Linked DNA regions of Sus scrofa: region 1 is linked to region 2. A link is a contact called in public Hi-C data. All regions are on one chromosome and are shown on one strand. Each heading gives the region's core, a stretch centred on a gene start, on an enhancer-like site or on the middle of the called end of the contact. The rest is flanking DNA. Distances are from core to core; before and after follow the strand shown. Region 1 holds the start of CHST10 (carbohydrate sulfotransferase 10). Region 2 holds the start of PDCL3 (phosducin-like protein 3).

Region 1 (2,720 bases), core at 65-2,564, 110 kb after region 2:
TGAACCTGTCTCCTCATGGATGCTAGTCAGGTTTGATTCCACTGAGCCACTATGGGAATTCCTCCATCACTTTTCCATCCCTTTTCAGGTTGGAATGCACAGGCTGGTGTAACTCCGCCCTACATCCAGGCTGGGTCAGCTCACTGCTGCTTACCTGGCCTGTGCTTCTCCAGGCAGCTTCCAGTGCTAAACTACCCACCAGCTCTCCACCAAGTAAACCCTACCTGGCCTTTTCATTTAAATACAAGTGGGGACCCAGTAAGCTAATTTATGCCCCTTTGTTCATGGCCCCTGCTTCCCCTTTTGTGTATATCATCTCTCTCCTTCTCCCCTGCTTCCTGAAAGTCCTTGAAAGGCTTTGTACCCACGACCTATGGAGGTTTCCAGATTCCCAGGGGTTGAATCTGAGGTGTAGCCTCTGGCCTACACCACAGCTCACAGCAATGCCGGCTCCTGAACACACTGAGTGAGGCCAGGGATTGAACCTGTGTCCTCATGGATGCTAGTCAGATTTGTTTCTGCTGAGCCACGACAGGAACTCAATTTTTTTTTCTTCCCAAGCTATGGGCTTTAATTCCCCCGGATTCCCTCATCCCCCTACTGATTGGTACTCCAGCTGTACTTAAGCCTGGTTTGTGTGCACAGTAGGAGAGAGTGAGATGGGTAGGTCTGGTCACGGCCTTTTTCATAAAAATGTGTGTTCTGTATTTTTTTTTGGAAGTTCAATTATATGAACTGAAGTCTCATCTGTAGAACATTTATGGAAAACAGCTTTTAAATCAACTTATTTTTTTCCCTCTTATTTATTTATTTTTGTGACGTTGCAGAAAAAAAGGAAGACCGGGCCGACCAGCTCAGAGTGTGGAGAGCTGGAAGTGCACTCACTGGCTGCAGCTCCAGCCTTAGAGCCTGTGCCTCCAAGTGGCCAGGGCTGCATTAGGAAGGAGGTGGGGGGGGGGGTTGTGAGGAGGTGGGTGGGAGGCGAGAGGCAGGAGGGGAACTGGGGCGGGAGGGAGTGTCAGGTTTTGCCAGCAGCCCTCCTGGCAGCCATTCAGAGCTCCTGCCCCTGCTGGCGCGGCAGCAGAGGCGGCGGCGGCGGCAGAGCCGGTGGAGGCCGTTGGAGGCGGCCGTGGTGGCAGCCCCGGCAGTGACGGCGCCTGAGGGGGAATGTAGAGGCGGCAGCAGAGGCTGCTGCGTGAGCCAGAGCTGGAGCCCAGCGAAAACCAGCTGCAGGACCTCGTTCCCCTAAGCCAGGCCCCGCCTCCCAGCTCTGCCCAGCCTGGGCCCAGCCTGCTGAGTTCGCGAGCCTCACGCTGTGCCCTCCGCCAGCCGCACAGGGCTTCCAGGTGGTGATGAGGTGCTTTTTGCTGTTTTTTAATTTGGGCCGCGGGAGGGGTAGGAGGGGGAGGTGCTGCAGGCCCCCCCCCCTCCGCCTCCGCCGGCCTTGGCGGCATGACTCCACCCTGACCAGGGGCACGCGAGCGGCTACATTGGAGCAGAGGGCACAGCAGAGGCTGTTCCCACAGAGGAGCACAGTTCTCCACCCCACCTGGAGGCAGCAGCTAGGACGATTCTGAGAGCCGGTAGGTGTCCGGCCACAGCCCTCCCCCGACCCCGCTGGAGGCCGGCTCCCTCCCCTTCCCTGCCTGCCTACCTCCTTTTCCTCCCCCCGGCCGGTGGGTGGCCAGGGCCGGAGTTCACTGCAAGTCGTCAGAACGTTTGTCGGCTGGAGCTCCCCCAAAGTTCAGGTGTGGAGAACCAGAGACAGGAAAGGAGGGGTCCGGGTTTGGGTGGGGCAGGGGGCACTGGTGGCCTGAGCCTGGGAGCTGTGGCCGCTGGGAGCCTGAGCTCTGGGGATCACTTTGTGGCCTCTGCTGTACTTCAGCCTCCCCAAGCTGCAGTCAGCTCGGTGGCAGATCACTGAGTTGAGACCAAAAAACGGGGTTTTAGGGTTGGGGAGGGGGGCTTGGGCGCCATGGCGTAGGGCTGGGGCTCTGCCTGTGGGCTGCTGTCCTCTCCCCAGGTCCTGGAGACTCTTAATTTTTTTTAATGAGGAGGAGCTGCTGGCTTGTAAAATCATATTCCTCTCTCTCAAAGAATTGTATTTGTAACATGGTTTGAAGCAAGCAAGGGGGTATAGTTATTGCAAAATTTAAAAATTGGTTATAACATGCATATTTGGATAGTAACACACCATTTAGGAAGATTGAACTCATGTACTGCAGCTATTCAATTACCATGAAGCAGTAGTAGAACCCCAGTTCCTCACTTAATTACAGGATTTAATTCTGAATTCCATGACTTTGAGAAGAAGCTTCCATTTCTATAGCATGTAAGGTTCAACTCTACAAGTTTTCCCAGTGATATTTCTTGAGATTTACTCTACCTTTTAGGATCCTTTTTATTTCAAAGAAAGAAGGAATAGTTACCTGGAGGAAATATAAAGATACTGCAAAATGACACTCATTAGCCAGTGGCTTACAGTGTGATTGTCATAGGCCTTCCTTCACATTTAAATACTGAACATTCTTTGCTTCTTCCTTTGATGATGAACATATACCAGATTTGCATTTTGAAGGAGGCATGTTATATTACTCTGGTAATAAAAGAAATTTACCTTAATAGGAAATACTTCTTTGGAATGCTCTTATGGTGCAGTGGTTTAAGGAGCTGGCACTGTCACTGCAGTGCCATAGGTCACTGCTGTGGCAGTGGTTTTA
Region 2 (2,700 bases), core at 102-2,601:
GTTTGCATGGGGGGGGGGGGGCAGGAGCCCGGCTTATGGACCTGGTCTGGAATGCAAAACCCAGGAGTTCTGTGCAAAGGGCACCGGCATAACCAGGCTCCAGCCCCAGCTCCTTCTCCTGGGTCTTGCTGAGATATATCAAAAGAAAAACAAACAGAATCCTTTCAAAGGGCGGTCAGGGAAGGCCTCTAAAGAAGTGAAACTTTTAAGCAGGGACCTGAAGGACAGGGAACAAAAAGCAGGCCAGAGAAGCCATGGAGCTTCCTTTCCACCATCTCTGAGTGTCAGGCTGGTAGCAGAGACACTGTTTTTGGAGATGATCACCCCCTTCAGCCCCCAGCCAAATCCATACTAACGCCACTGCCTTTCAGCCACTGAGTAAGGGGTGAGTTCATCAGAATCCATGACCACAGCGAGATCTGGGAGGCAGGAGAATGACCTTTGGAGGAGGGTCTTTCAAAAGTGACAAAATTCAGTTGTCAGACTTTCTCATAAGAGCATCCATGTCCATGGTGTCTTTTTTTTTTTTTTCATTTTCCTTGGGTTTTAGTCAAATTCCACTAGCAAATTCTTCATACCATAAAAGAACAACACCCCAACCCGGGGGATTTGGTTCTATACATTCTTGACGGAAAGTAACTGGGTAGTGGAACCCTCGGGCTGAGCTCTGGAAGCCCCCGGTCCAAAAGGAGCGCACCAGAACCTGGACACCAATGCTGCGGGGAGAGGGTGAAAGCACCCTTCACCCAGCCCTAGATGTACTCAGGAACACGGGTCCCGCCACTGTTACATTTTCGGACTCCCAGGCGGGACCCCTCCAAGGTTCAGCTTCTATCCGCGCAAGGAGTCCTAACACACCTTCCCAGGTGCTGAGATAGGTAACACGGAGGACGTAACTCCGCCAGGTGGTACCCCGGGTGTCTTTCACAGGCCCCAGGTGACCTCAAGGAAAGGCAGCCCCGCAAACGAGATTTGGGGGTGGGACAGACGGGGTGGGGACCCGCGGGACCACGCCCGCCCATCCCACACTGCGCCTGCGCGGGTCTCGTCTCGCGTGGCCTCCCCAGGCCGCGGCGCCCGGTGCTTCCCACAGGCCCAGCCCGGAGAGCCCGCCTCCAGCAGACCCAGCGGGGCCAACGAGTGGCCGTAACCCCCAAACGTCGCCCCCGACCCACCGGCTAACTCACCTGCATCGTCTCAGCTCGCTCAAGCCCTGCCGGCCTCGGCGCCCCCGCCCCTCAGCTCTCTTCCGCGCACGCGCGCAGCCGCCGGCTGGGCCTTCACCCCGCCCCGCAGGAGCCACCGGGGCGGAGCCAGGGAGGAAGAACGCTCTCCTCTGAGCCTGCGCCCGCTCCTCAAGAAACGGGCGCAGAAACTGTGCGCATGTGCGAGGCAGGACACTCCTACTGTCTGCCTCCGAGTACCGGATCCAGTTCCCCGCGCTGCCTTATTAGGGCAGGTCTTCGGCCCCCGAACGGCTGGGTCAGGTGGGGAGATACCCGGTGTGGAGGCGGTTTCTCTGGCTGCGGACCAGATCGGATGGGAGGTCTTGGCCCAGGAACACAAATAGAAATGCGTTTCAGTGATCCAGTATTACATTAACAATAATGCTGGGTTGCCTGGAATTCGTTCACTATCCTTTTAGCGACGACGTTGAGAGCGGATTATATACCAGGCACTATGCTAGGCTCTGTCCATACAGCAGTGCTCACAACAGACAAAAACGGAAAGGCGAAAGTACTTTCACCTGGTTGAGCCCACGCGATCCCTATTTGCAAAAGTGCTTAGCCCTTTCAGGACTGCACAGGAGGCGCTGAGTAGAAATCTGCGCTCTGAGTTGTAAAATACAGGTGCTGGGCCCCAGGCTTCTGTGCATGCAGCACTCTGAATTTGAGTTAAAAAAGCCATACCCCTCGTTGGACACTTAGGGCTGGGTGGCAAAGCGATTTCCCTCCCTGGACACCTGATCTAAGTGGTCGCCTTCTGTCAAGGAAGCAGACACAGATAACATCTGTAGGCTAGTATAGGACGCTAAGCTTTGGCTTCATTAGAACCGCCTGGGAATCTTTTAAAACTGCAGCTACCCTGGGGCTCCATCCCCAAATTAAATCTCTAGTGATGGGACCTGGAACTGATAGGGCCTTAAATATCTCAGGTGTTGCTAATATACACAACCATTGGTATAAAGTGAATCAAATAATTCCTTGAAGGCAAGGAGCTCTGATTTAATCATTTAAAGGATTCTCAATATTACCTAACTCCTTTCTACAAAATTATAGGTCTTCTTAAACATTTGTTTATTCATTTAATTTATCTGGCAGCAAACTGTGAATGAATTTTCCTGGTCTCACCAGAAAAGTCAGGATCAGGCTAGCTTGGAGTGGGTTTGGCCCAGTGCTCATCCACTGGACTAGAGTGGACATGCCTCATTCCAGCCTTAGCTATTTTGGGAGGCCAACACTCATCTCCACCACAGGCTCCCTCTCTCCAGAGGAGATTAACAAGTCAGATGCTCAAAGTCTACTGACTTCTCTGCATAGAAAGGTGAAAGCTGCCTCTCTCACTTTCCTCAAAGATTCCTTCCTCCTGTGCTCCAGTTCCCAGTCCCTCCCACCTCCCCAGAACTTCTGTCACTCATTCCATCACTCTTGGCTCTGGAGAGAATAATTAGGGCTTGGGAAAAAAATTAGAGCTGTAAGA

Evidence for each region. Hi-C and Micro-C count contacts between places; a contact is called where the count stands out from the background.
Region 1: a Hi-C map of brain shows a contact between it and region 2, with 4 times the contacts expected there. The contact joins the promoter of CHST10 here to the promoter of PDCL3 in region 2. A contact is called at or near these places in 3 of 47 Hi-C or Micro-C datasets (brain, embryonic fibroblasts and epiblast stem cells).

The regions. Positions count from the first base shown.
Region 1 is chr3:53,803,188-53,805,907 of Sscrofa11.1, forward strand. CHST10 (carbohydrate sulfotransferase 10) reads left to right here and starts at 1,315. Exons shown (of 9, transcript XM_021087174.1): 1 at 1,315-1,583.
Region 2 is chr3:53,691,683-53,694,382 of Sscrofa11.1, forward strand. It overlaps PDCL3 (phosducin-like protein 3), which reads right to left and starts at 1,352. Exons shown (of 6, transcript XM_003124899.6): 1 at 1,188-1,352. The coding sequence starts at 1,193.